2 separate regions of the Macaca mulatta genome follow, and region 1 is linked to region 2. A link is a contact called in public Hi-C data. All regions are on one chromosome and are shown on one strand. Each heading gives the region's core, a stretch centred on a gene start, on an enhancer-like site or on the middle of the called end of the contact. The rest is flanking DNA. Distances are from core to core; before and after follow the strand shown. Region 1 holds the start of ZNF121 (zinc finger protein 121). Region 2 holds the start of ZNF317 (zinc finger protein 317).

Region 1 (7,257 bases), core at 931-3,430, 430 kb after region 2:
GCTCAAGCCTGTAATCCCAGCACTTTGGGAGGCCCAGGCGGGTGGATCACGAGGTCAGGAGATAGAGACCATCCTGGCTAACATGGTGAAACCCCATCTCTACTAAAAATACAAAAAACTAGCCGGGCGTGGTGGCGGGCGCCTGTAGTCCCAGCTACTCGGAGGCTGAGGCGGGAGAATGGCGTGAACCCGGGAGGTGGAGCTTGCAGTGAGCTTTCAGTGTCGCGCCACTGCACTCCAGCCTGGGCGACAGAGCGAGCCGTCTCAAAAAAAAAAAAAAAAAAAGGCCGCCCCACCCCTACCTCCCTTTGCTGACTCCTTTTTCAAACTCAGTGCCCCTGCACGCAGGTGATTAAAAGTTTTATTGCTCACATAAAGCCTGTTTGGTGGTCTCTTCACATGGACATGCCTAACACTTGGGAGGCAGAATTACTTGAACCTCGGAAGCAGAGGTTGCAGTGAGCTAAGATCGCACCTCTGCACTCCAGCCTGAGTGGCAGAGTGAGGCTCTGTCTCAAAAAAAAAAAAAAAAAAAAAAAAAAAAAAAGAAAGAAAATCCAGACTGGGTGTGTTAGATGTTCAAGTATTCCTTAGAATCAAATTTTTCAGAAAAAAACATGTAAAAACTACACTTAGTCCAAACATGCTAATAAATTCAATAGATACTAGAAACTTTATTACACTAATACTAGAATAATATTCTGATTTTAATAAATAATTCTAGTATCAGCATAATAAAGCCTCCAACCTGGTGGCCAGGAGCAGAGGCTCACTCCTGTAATTCCAGCTCTTTGGAGGCTGTCGGGTGGATCACAAGGTCAGGAGTTCGAGACCAGACTGGCCAGCATGGTGAAACCCCATCTCTACTAAAAATACAAAAAAAAAAAAAAAAAATAGCTGGGCACGGTAGTCCCCGCTACTCGGGAGGCTGAGGCAACAGAATCGCTTGAACCCAGGAGGTGGAGGTTGCAGTGAGCTGAGATCGCTCCACTGCACTCCAGCCTGGGCGGGAGAGCAAGACTCCGTCTCAGAAAAAACAAAAGCCTCCATCCTTTCTTCCTGTGGGCCCTGTTTTAAGGCTCTGTGGGAGAAGTACAGGCCTAGGAACTTCAGATGAAGAAAATAGCTGTGTATTACTGCCTTTCTTTCTTTCTTTCGAGATGGAGTTTCGCTTTTGTCGCCCAGGCTGGAGTGCAGTGGCAGATCTCGGCTCACTGCAACCTCGGCCTCTCAGGTTCAAGCAATTCTCCTGCCTCAGCCTCCCGAGGAGCTGGAATTACAGGGGCCTGCCACCACGCCTGGCTAATTTTTGTATTTTTTACTGAAAATACAGGGTTTCATCATGTTGGCCAGGCTGGTCTCGAACTCCTGACCTCAGGTGATCTGCCCGCCTCCACCTCCCAAAGTGCTGGGATTACGGGCGTGAACCAGCACGCCTGGCCTGCCTTTCTTTTGTAGAAAGGATTGTAGCTGGTAACAACAAAAAATTAAGTCCAAGAAAATAAAAATAAGAAACTAAAGGCTTACAGTCTACACGTGTTCATATTTACATGCAGAAATAGGCACGCCCTAAACGACTATATTTTTTTCCATCCGAAAGTAATGAGTCAAAAATAAGTAAAGGACACCAAGACAATACCAGATTCTCAGACGATACATTTTTTAGCAAAGAAATGGAAGTCAGAGCCCTCTTGAAACCAATTTTCTGCCGGTGCTCACCAGAAACACGCCGGAATCGCCAGGTTCCTGAGGCGGGGGGATGCGGGGCCGCAGCCAATCTGACTGGAACGCAGAAATCCTTTTACTTTCGGAAAGAAAAAAAATTCACAAAGGTTGCTTTCCAAGCTTTTGAAGAGGGGAGCACAGCGGTTGAAAGCACTCCACAAAACACCGCGCGGAGGCGGGACAAACACACTTCCCGACCTGGCTCCTGACCCGGACCGACTGAGCCTGCGGCCTCTCGCAACTGGCCGCGCCCGGAGGACCGACAGCCCCTGGAGAAGACAGTGAAACGAGGCGGATTCCAGAGGCTCCTGGGCGACCGCGCCCAATCGTTCCTTTGCCACCCCCGCTACTATCTCAGGGATCCCCAAGCAGGCAGAACTCACCACAGCCACGGTGGACTCCACCACGATAAAGGCGAAATGGCACTGACCATGCGGAGCCAGCGCCGGAAAAGATGGCGATGGCGCGCTGACGTCACTTCCGCTCGGAGCCTGGGCCCGGGCGGGGCTCCTGGGTTCGAGTTTCAGCCACGTAGGACCCAGCCCAACATAGAAATTCTAGTTTCCTCCCGGGTGGGTGCGGATAGGCCCGGGGCTGGCTCAGGGAGGGGGATGCAGAAACAGATCCAGAGCAAAAGGTGAGGTTAGAACGGGGCCTCTGGAAGGAACTGTGGGCGAGGGGTGGGGCCCATACTCGGGGGCGATTTAGAGGTGGGACCAGGCCTAGCCATCCGTTCAGGTGGCCAGACTCACTGGAAGGGCGGGGATGGGGGATGGGACGCACCCCAGGGGATGCTCCTGCAGAGCTTTTCCCTGTTGCCCGCAGTGGCTAATACCTGTAATTCCAACACTTTGGGAGACTAACGCACGTGCATAGCTTGAGTCCAAGAGTTCAAGACCAGCGTGGGCAAAATAGCAACATCCTTTCTGTGGATGGCAAGCCACCCAGGTGCTAAGGCAAGAGACCAAGGCATGAGCTGTTCCGGTATAATAAAATATATAAAATAAGAATAGTTATACTAGATATAGATCATAGATATGATTATATACGAATATAATTAATCATTAGTTTGTAGCAATTACTCTTTTTTTTTTTTTTTTTTTTTTTTTTTTTTTTTTTTTTGAGACGGAGTCTCGCTCTGTCGCCCAGGCTGGAGTGCAGTGGCCGGATCTCAGCTCACTGCAAGCTCCGCCTCCCGGGTTTACGCCTTTCTCCTTTCTCAGCCTCCCGAGTAGCTGGGACTACAGGCGCCCGCCACCGCGCCCGGCTAGTTTTTTGTATTTTTTTTAGTAGAGGCGGGGTTTCACCATGTTAGCCAGGATGGTCTCGATCTCCTGACCTCGTGATCCGCCCGTCTCGGCCTCCCAAAGTGCTGGGATTACAGGCTTGAGCCACCGCGCCCGGCCGCAATTACTCTTTATTCCAATATTATTATAATCCTCGCTCTATAATCATAACCTAGGAAAAAACAGGCCATACAGAGATAGGAGCTGAGGGGACATAGTGAGAAGTGACCAAAAGACAGGAGTGTGAGCCTTCTGTCATGCCCGGGCAGGGCCACCAGAGGGCTCCTTGGTCTAGTGGTAACGCCAGCATCTGGGAAGATGCCCGTTGCCAAGCAGACCGTGGTCTAGCGGTAGCGTTAGTGTCAAGGAAAACACCCGCTACTTAGCAGACCAGGAAAGGAAGTCTCCCTTTCCCCTGGGGAATTTAGAGAAGACTCTACTCCTCCACCTCTTGTGGAGGGTCTAACATCAGTCAGGCCCACCCACAGTTATCCGGAGGCCTGTCTCCCTGTGATGCTGTGCTTCAGTGGTCACTCTCCTAGTCCGCTTTCATGTTCCATCCTGTACACCTGGCTCTGCCTTTTAGATAATAGTAGCAAAATTGATGAAGGTACTAAAAGTCTGATATGCAGAAATAATGGTGTAAGCTGTCTCTCTCACTCCCTCTCTCTCTGCCTCGGCTGCCAGGCAGGGAAGGCCCCCTGTCCAGTGGACATATGACCCACGTGACCTTACCTATCATTGGAGATGGCTCACACCCCTTACCCTGCCCCTTTGTCTTGTATCCAATAAATATCAGCACAGCCTGGCATTCGGGGCCACTACTGGTCTCCGCTTCTTGGTGGTAGAGGTCCCCCGGGCCCAGCTGTCTTTTCTTTTATCTCTTTGTCTTGTGTCTTTGTTTCTACAATCTCTAGTCTCCGCACACGGGGAGAAAAACCCACCGACCCTGTGGGACTGGACCCTACACCATTCTCTATTAAAAAATATGTGTGTGTGTGTGTGTGTGTGTATAGCTTTTTTGTATATATCTCCTCATGTTCCTAGAGCCTTTCCACAATTCTTCCATATTGATAAACCTGCCAGTCCATGGCATAGTCTACCTCTTCTATTCAGTCATGCTTTCTATAGGCCTTTATTTCTTCATTCTTTATTTATGTATTTATTTGAGATGGAGTCTCACTCTGTCACCCAGGCTGGAGTACAGTGGCGCGACCTGGGCTCACTGCAAGCTCCGCCTCCCAAGTTCAAGCAATTCTTCTGCCTCAGTCTCCCGAGTAGCTGGGATTACAGGTGCCCACCACCACACCCAGCTAATTTTTTGTATATTTAGTAGAGACGGGGCTTCCCCATGTTAGCCAGGATGATCTTGATCTCCTGACCTAGTGATCCGCCTGCCTTGGCCTCCCAAAGTGCTGGGATTACAGGTGTGAGCCACCACGCCTGGCCAAAAACAAGTATTTCTATTATTTTTCTGACCTTACCACATGGGCCAGGACCACATTTCCTACATTATAAAATAGCATTGACACCAGACATTCTCCCCAGGTTTATTCAGAAATGTAATCCCAATAAAAACATTAAAAGTTTTCTGGAGTTAGGTACATTGATACTAAAGTTTATGTGGAAGAACAAACATCTGATAATAACCGAGAAAAGAAAAACAAAAGCAATGATGAGCAGCAGACGTTAAAACATACTATTGACAGTTTTCACACAAGGCAAATAATTAAATTATATTAAAATAAGACATACTATAAAGCCTCTATAATTAAAACTATGTGGTACTAGCACATGAAGCAGAAACAAACTAATATCTAAAAGTAGACCCAAGAACACGTAGAAATTTGGTTCATAAATGTATTTTGCCAAGTGCAGTGGCTCATGCCTGTAAACCTAGCAATTTGGGAGACCAAGGCAGGAGGATCACTTGAGGTCAGGAGTTCAAACCCAGCCTGCCCAACATGGTGAAACCCTGTCTCTATTTAAAATACAAAAAAAATTTAGCCAAGCGTGGCCGGGCATGGGGGCTCATGTCTGTAATCCCAGGCCGAGGCAGGCGGATCACAAGGTAAAGAGATCGAGACCATCCTGGCCAACTTGGTGAAACCCCGTCTCTACTAAAAATACAAAAATTAGCGGGGTGTGGTGGCGGGCGCCTGTAATCCAGCTACTCAGGAGGCTGAGGTAGGAGAATCGCTTGAACCCGGGAGGCAGAGGTTGCAGGAGATCGCTCCCCTGCACTCCAGCCTGGCGATACAGCAAGAATCCATCTCAAAAAAAAAAAAAAAAAAATTTAGCCAAGCATTGTGGTGGGCGCCTGTAAGCCCAGGTACTCCAGAGGCTGAGGCAAGAGAATTGCTCAAACCTGGGAGGAAGAGGTTGCAGTGAGCCTAGATTGCGCCATTGCACTAGAGCCTGGGCAACAGAGCGAGACTCCATCTCAAAAAAAAAAAAAAAAGGCCGAGTGTGTTGGCTGACACCTGTAATTCCAGCACTTTTGGAGGCAGAGGTGGGTGGATCACCTGAGGTCACAAGCTAGAGACCAGCCTGACCAACATGGAGAAGCCCTGTCTCTACTAAAAATACAAAATTAGCCAGACATGGTGGCACATGCCTATAATCCCAGGTACTCGGGAGGCTGAGGCAGGAGAATAGCTTGAACCCAGGAGGCGGAGACTGCGGTGAGTGGAGATCGTGCCATTGCACTCCAGCCAGGGCAATAAGAGCGAAATTCCATCTGAAAAAAAAAAAAATGGCATTTCAGATAAATGGGACAAAAAATGCCATTTGTAATGAAAGGTCTAAGATAGCTGCTTAGCTATCTGAGAAAAGATGAAATTAAATCCATACTTCACAGCATATACAAGAATAAACTCCAAATGGACTAGGGATCTAAATGTAAAGAATAAAACCATACATGCATTTAGGGTGTTCAAGTGATTTCTTGGCTGAGTGAGGAAAAAGATGTGACCACAAGGCGGCAGTAGCACACAAGCTTTATTTGGGATGTGCTTTGACAGGTTACCAGTGGGGGAGGTAGCAAACAGCAAGAGAGTATCCACAGGCTTCTTCTACCTGTGGGTCGCTCCTTAGAAAGGATGGAAAGGAAGAGAGACTCCCAGAGGAGAAGGGGAATCAAAGAGGGGGCTTATAATGACTAAATGACGATACTCACCAGACTGGCAGCATATCTTCCAGTTAAAAAGCTCTGAAGGATAAGTCTGGCCAACATGGTGAAACTCCGTCTCTACTAAAAATACAAAAATTACTTGGGTATGGTGGCAGGTGCCTATAATCCCAGCTGCTTGGGAGGGTGAGGCAGGAGAATCACTTGAACCCAGGAGGTGGAGGCTGCAGTGAGCCGAGATTGTGTCACTGCACTCCAGCCTGGGTGACAGAGCAAGACCCTGTATCCAAAAAAAAAAAAAAAAAAAAAAAAAAGCTCTGAAGGACAGCAGGGGTATGGGGTTTTCATAGCCCTGAAATTATCTTATCTATGGCTATCAGATATTGGACATAATTTCAGAGACTACAAAGCAGGCACACTTGAAATGACTCTCAACAGTTTTGGATATATATGCCAAAGTGAAATATCTGGATCACATAGTAATTCTGTTTAATCGTTTTTGTTTGTTTGTTTTTGTTTTTGAGACAGGGTCTCACTCTGTTGTCTAGGCTGGAATGCAGTGATGTGATCATGGCTTACTGCGGCCCTCAACTTACTGGGCTCAGGTAATCCTCCCACCTCAGCCTCCCAGGGAGCAGGGATTACAGGTGCATGCCACCACCATCCTTGGCTGAATTAAAAAAATTTTTTTTGCAAAGACCAGATCTCACCATATGCCCAGGCTGGTCTTGAAGTCCTAGCCTCAAGGAATCCCCTTGAGATTTTCATGATGTTTACTGACATATTAATTCTTTGAAGAGAAATTTTGAATTTATATTCAACAACTTCCTCCTCTTGCTTTTTTTTTTTTTTTTTTTAACGACTTTCTCTTCAAATTTATTTAACATGTCTTGACTTAGTTGTTCTGCTTGATTTTCCGAAAGAAGAAGCTTCTCTGGATAAGGTGGAGGATAGTTAAAGGAAGTTTTAGTAAGTGCTGTTTCTATGAACCTCTGCACCAACGTACGGATGCATGGTGTGACACAGCACTTGACAAAAATAAGTACCCCCATTACAGCTATGAGGGAGGTAAGAATTTAGGCTATTATTCCTTTCCATTTACAGAACCATTTTTCC
Region 2 (6,257 bases), core at 115-2,614:
GTCTCCACAGGTGGCACATATATCATAATATATGATATACATATTATATTATATATTATTATATGTATGTATGCTATATATTATGGTGTATGTATTATATGTTATGAAATATATATTACATTATGTAATATGGAATATAGATTATAGATTATATATGAATATTTTATGTCCATATATTCCATACATACTTTATACATACATATATGTATGTGCGCCATGGTCCATCCCTCAATAATATATTTTCCAAAACATCAAATTTCCTTCTCTCTGTCTATTATAATATCTGCCCTGAATAATACTAACCATCTGTCTCTCCTGCCTACGTAATTCTGCCCCAACTCGTTACATGGGAAGCCTTGGTTTCCTAAAGTGTTGAGATTACAGGTGTGAGCCACTGTACCCAGCCTGATTCTGGAACTTTGTATATGCAGACTCCTCCTGCTAAAATAATATGTGTTATATACAATATATATTCCATAATATACATAACATGCATGCATATATTATTTTAGCATATATTATATAATATGCATTAACAGTACACATAATACATAATTATAATATAATAAATATAATATTATATATATTCCATTATGTAAAACATATATATAACAGAATATTATTCAGCCTTGAAATAAAAGTAGATCCTGACATTTATCACAAGATGAGTGAACCTGGAGGACATTATGCTAAGTGAAATAAGCCAGACACACACAAAAAATATTACATGATGTCGCTTATATGAAGAACCTTTTTTAATCAAGAGAGACAGCTCAAATACACAGATATAAAGAATGAGACAATGGTTATCACAGGTATGAGAGTTGGGGAAGAAATGGGGAGATGTGGGGCAAAAAATACAAAATAGCAGATACGTAGGATGAACACCACACAGGTGATGGTGATTTTACGCCCTTCCCAAGGTGTCATTCAGAGGCACGTGGTCTCCATCTGACCCTCACTGGTGATATTGATTTGATCACCTGGTCCAGATGTTGTCCAATTTCTTCGCTGTGCAATTTCTATTACTTTTTCTCCACTCCAACATATGAGCAGTTTATAGAGAGACATTTAAGGCAATGCAAATATTCTGCTCATCATGCAAATGTCCCCCAGTTGTGTCATGTAGATGACAATTCGTGCCTGATTCAACCTTTACCACTATGATGGCTACAAAATGCTGTGGGTTGTGGCTGAGAATTTGAGTCTTGAGTAGAAATTGGAGAAATATGCTGGACCGTCAGATTCCACCCGGGTACGACCGCCATGCCAATCCAAGCTTCGGAACTACAATTCCCAGCATCCTCTCCGCCCCTGCTTCCGTATTAGACGCAGCCAATGAAGTCCCGCGAGAGTTGGAAGGCGGCAGTGAAGCGGAAGCCATTACTCTGTGGAGTCGATTTCCCCAAGACACATGGGCCAAGGAGGGGTCCGCGGCGAATTATTTCGGCCTGTTGGGGACCTCTCGCGTCCCCGCGCCAGACTGGACCTGCCGTATGAACTTCTCTTCGCATCGGCGGCAGCTTCCGTCACCTCCGCTCCCCCGATCCTACTCCCAGTCGTGTAAGCCCTGCTTTCCTTAACCTTTTTCTCCCTCAGTTCCTGGGGTCACGGGAGGCCTATCTGGCGGTGAGGACTAAGAGGGTACGAGGGTCGGGGTCTAAGGAGCTCGGCAGCCAGACGAGGGGTGCGTTTAGATCTCGCGATCAGCGATATGAAACGCTGGGGACGCGAAAGATGAAATTGGACCACTGCGGCTAGTGATGAGACAGGCATTGGTCACCTGATCCTGAAAAGCCCTGAGTCTCTGGTGGGGGCGGAAAAGCCCGGCTAAAGTGAGTTCAAGAGTTTGGGGGCAGTTCAGAAGATTGGGGGGCGTCAGGATTTGGACATCGCGAGGAGAAATCACCTTCCTTCTGCGCTGTAGTCGATTTTTATCTCCTGAATGTCAGCACACAGGTGTTCTTTTTAGCACTTACCTTGAGTACCTTTTGTATTTTTAAGTCCTTCCGGTTGCACTTTTTTATTTTTTAATTTTAGTGGACTCTCTTGCAAATAGCCTATTCGTAGATTTACTATTCAGTTCAACATTTTGTTAATTAACTTGAGAGTTAGTCCAGTTATACTTATCGTGATTATTAATTTTCTCCATTGAATTTTACCGTCTTATTTTGTGGTGTGTCCTTTTCTGTGCAAATATTTTAACACTAGAAAATAGGACATACATGCAAAAAAAGTATGATCACACACACACACACTTACACACACTTAAAAGGCCAACAGTAAAGCGAATCTACAAACCAGGCCAAGAAAGAGATTATTAAATCTCAGAAAGCTGTGTGCTTCTTCTAAACTGCATCCTCCTCTCCCACCAATACTTTCTCCGTGGATTTGACTGCTTATACATCTTTTCCAGAAGATATATTTCCTAATTTTGGTAATTATTTGTGAATGAACTCAGCCGCTTCAGTATTTTTGGAAACAATGTTTTTCCATATTGATGCAAGCACACCTTTGTAATTTAGAGATTTCTAAATATCTTGTGGATGAAGTACTTACACCTAGCCATTCTTTCTCAGGAGTGTCATGGCTTAAATTCTAGTCAGTTCACCAAATTCCCATATACTGGGCCTTTGTTTTCAAGTTGTGGTGAATCTATATTTGAACTTTGATAATATTGTCATTTTTATGCCATTGGGCTGCAGTTAATTGATTTACATCATTAATTTACATGCCTTTCAATAAAGTTTTTTTTTTTTTTCTTTCTGTTTGAGACGGAGTCTCACCCTTGTAGCCCAGACTGGAGTGCAATGACAATCTCGGCTCACTGCAACCTCTGTCTCCCTGGTTCAAGCGGTTCTCCTGCCTCAGCCTCCCGAGTAGCTGGGATTACAGGCGCCCGCCACCACGCCCAGCTAATTTTTGTATTTTTAGTAGAGATGGGGTTTCAACCTGTTGGTCAGGATGGTCTCGATCTCCTAATCTCAGGTGATCCACCCACCTCGGCCTCCCAAAGTGCTGTATTACAGGAGAGAGCCACCACGTCCGGCTCAGTAAAGTTTTATAAGTACCTGCAAAAAGGATTTAGGTTGTTTTTGTTATTTATTCTTAAGAACTTTGTTTTTTGGTGCTCAGAAAATAACTTTTGTGTAGTTTGTTGGATGTTCTTCGTAGACAAGGAAACTGTACAATTCAAAACGAAAATATAAATACTTATACAGAAGATAAATTGTCTTTTTTTGTTGTTTGTTTTGTTTTGTTTTTTGTGTTTTTTTTTTTTTGGCTGAACTGGCTGGGGACTTCCATTATCATTGACTGGAGTCTGGATGGCACACTCTAGGCAGGCCTGGTTTTTTTCTGATCTAAAAGGGAATTGTCATTTGTGTCTGCGAAGGCTTTTCTTTGGAAGAGTTTTTATTAGGCAAAGGAAGCTCCCTTCTTTTCCTACTTGAGTTTTTCTTGTGAATTGCTGCAGGCTTTTAACATTTTTTTTTTTTTTTTTGCCATTATGTATCTGTTTTTTGATGTTTATTGATACATTTTCTACCTGTTTGATACAAAATCTGTATTGATACTTTTGTATCTGTTTATTGATACATTTCCAGTACCTTGAATGATGGCACTCAGTCCTGCTGTGTCATGAATGAATGAGTGAATAATATAATTTTGTTTTTTTTCCTATAGTGTGGCAAATTAAACCAATTGATTTTCTCTTGTGACATTGAATTTGTATTGGTAAATAATTTGGAAAGGACATGTTACTATTTGTTACTTTTGGCTTCGGTTTGCTAATACTTTGGTGTTTTTGGATCTATGCTTGAGTGAAATTTTCCTTTTCTGTTTCAGATTTATGCCAGCCTCATAAAATGGGATGAGAAGTGTTCTGTTTTCTAAACTCTGGAATGTTTTGCATAAGGATAGAATCATTTGTTACTTAGAACGGGAGTAGTACCTGGAAAAACCATTTGGGTCTGGAGTTTTCTTGGTGGAAAGTTTTAAAGCTATTGTTTCTGTTCTTTTAAGGGTTGCGGGGCATTCAGGTTTTTTGTGTTGTTATGATGAGTAAAATTTCTTTAGGAATTTATTTATTCCATCTGAGGTTTAAATTGTATAGTCAAAGTTGTTCATAACATACTCATATTTTTACTGCTTGCTACATTTGTAATGTTATCCACTTTTTTATTTGTAATAATTATATGTTGGTCTTTACAAAAATAAATTCCGTCAGAATGTTGTCAGTTTCCTTCTTAAAGAACTTCTGGCTTGATTGAACCACTTTATGATATATATGTTTTCTATTTTATAACTTTCTGATTGTTATCGTTTTCTTCCTTTTTGGGATGTTTCTTTCCAGTTTCTTATGTTGAATGCCTGTCACATCCCAAAGAATTGCAGTATCATACTTTATTGTATTTTAATTCTAAATATGAAATATGGCTTCTTTGGCCTGAGGATTTAGAATTTTTTCTTTTACTTTTCATTTCTGTGACTTTTTTTCTGGTTATCTTTTGGTCATTGTTGGCCATCTGCATTGCTCTGTGGTCAAGCATTTTCTGAGACAAACATGGCCCCATGAGTGGTTGGATTTTATAGTTAGGAAATGCTGTTTCATCATGTTCAATCTTCATGTACTTATTGAATTGCCTGCTTGAACTGGATTTGTGAGAGCTCTGGTGGTGGCTTCATCCATTTCTCCTTAGAGTTCTGTCCCCCTTTTTCTTTTTTAATTTTCGTGTTTTCATTTTTTTTGAGGCTGTGTTTTGTACACACACACACACACACCCACCCACCTCTTTCTGGATTTATAACTTTTTATTATGTAATACTTCATTTTTCTCTATGAGCCCTTTTGCCTTAATCTATTCTGTCTGATACTAACATTCAAACCAGCATTTTTTTTAACTTGCCTTATATATCCATTTATTTCCATTCTTATTATGTTCTGTTCTTTTTTTTTTTTTTTTTTTTTTCTTTTTTGAGGTGGAGTTTTGCTCTTGTTGCCCAGGCTGGAGTGCAATGGCATGATCTCAGCTCATTGCAACCTCCACCTCCTGGGTTCAAGTGATTCTCCTGTCTCAGCCTCCCGAGTAGCTGGAATTACAGGCACATGGCACCACGCCCAGCCGATCTTTGTATTTTCAGTAGAGATGGGGTTTCATCACATTGGTCAGGCTGGTCTCAAACTCCTGACCTCAGGTGATCCACCTGCCTTGGCCTCCCAAAGCACTGGGATGACAGGTGTGAGCCACCGCACCCGGCTCTTATTGTATTCTTATATTTTAGATGTCTCTTGTACATAGCATATAATTGGATTAATCTATTCTGTGAATATTAGTATTTTAGTTAAAGCATTTATTCCGTTAACATCTTCTGTATTTTACATTTGTCTTCTATTTTTTCTTTTCTCTAGCTTCTTTTGTGTATTTTTGTCATTCTCCTTTTTTATTTTCTGTACATTTTGGATTTACTCTATTGTTTCAGTGGTTGTTCTAAACAGTTGTTACCCATGCTTGTTCATTAAATCTAGATTTGCATATATGTTACTCTCCTGATTTACATGGTTTTCTTATGCATTTTCTTTCTTTTTTTATTGATATATCATAGTTGCACATATCGAGTTCTTTCTTTAAACCTCGGAAGAAATTATTATTGCTATTGCATACCATCATTTCTTGTTACATTATACTCACACTTTTGTCACTTTGAGCACTTCACTTGGTTCTTGCACGTTTCGGTGTGGTTCTTGCACGTTTCGGTGTAATTCTTCCACTCTTTGCTTTCATTCTTTAATTCCTTCTTTCTCCCTGACATATGTCTTTATGATTCTCTTTTCTGTGGGTTGCAAGCCCACAGGAACTTTGTTCCTTAGGAACTTTGTTTTTTGGTGCTCAGAAAACACCTCTTTTCCTCTTTCTCCGTGTTTTTCCTTCTTTCTCAGTGGACATTTTTGGTGGTAATAGAATTTTATATTTTATTTCAGAACTATGAAGATGTTCCATAATCTTCTGGCTTCCACTGTTAATGATGAGAAGTCAGCTATCAGTCTAATGTTTCTTTTTCTTCCCCCCCCCGGCCCACAAGACAGAGTCTCGCTCTTATTGCCCAGGCTGGAGTGCAATGGCGTGATCTTGTCTCACTGCAACCTCTGCCTCTTGGGTTCCAGCAATGCTTCTGCCTCAGCCTACCGAAGTCGCTGGTATTACAGGCGCATGCCACCACACTCAGCTAATTTTTGTATTTTTAGTAGACAGGGTTTC

Evidence for each region. Hi-C and Micro-C count contacts between places; a contact is called where the count stands out from the background.
Region 1: a Hi-C map of liver shows a contact between it and region 2, with 3 times the contacts expected there. The contact joins the promoter of ZNF121 here to the promoter of ZNF317 in region 2. A contact is called at or near these places in 3 of 14 Hi-C or Micro-C datasets (cortical neurons, fetal cortex germinal zone and liver).

What each region holds. Positions count from the first base shown.
Region 1 is chr19:10,325,347-10,332,603 of T2T-MMU8v2.0, forward strand. ZNF121 (zinc finger protein 121) reads right to left here and starts at 2,181. Exons shown (of 7, transcript XR_013408852.1): 1 at 2,109-2,181; 2 at 1,720-1,804.
Region 2 is chr19:9,897,576-9,903,832 of T2T-MMU8v2.0, forward strand. ZNF317 (zinc finger protein 317) reads left to right here and starts at 1,365. Exons shown (of 8, transcript XR_013408828.1): 1 at 1,365-1,563.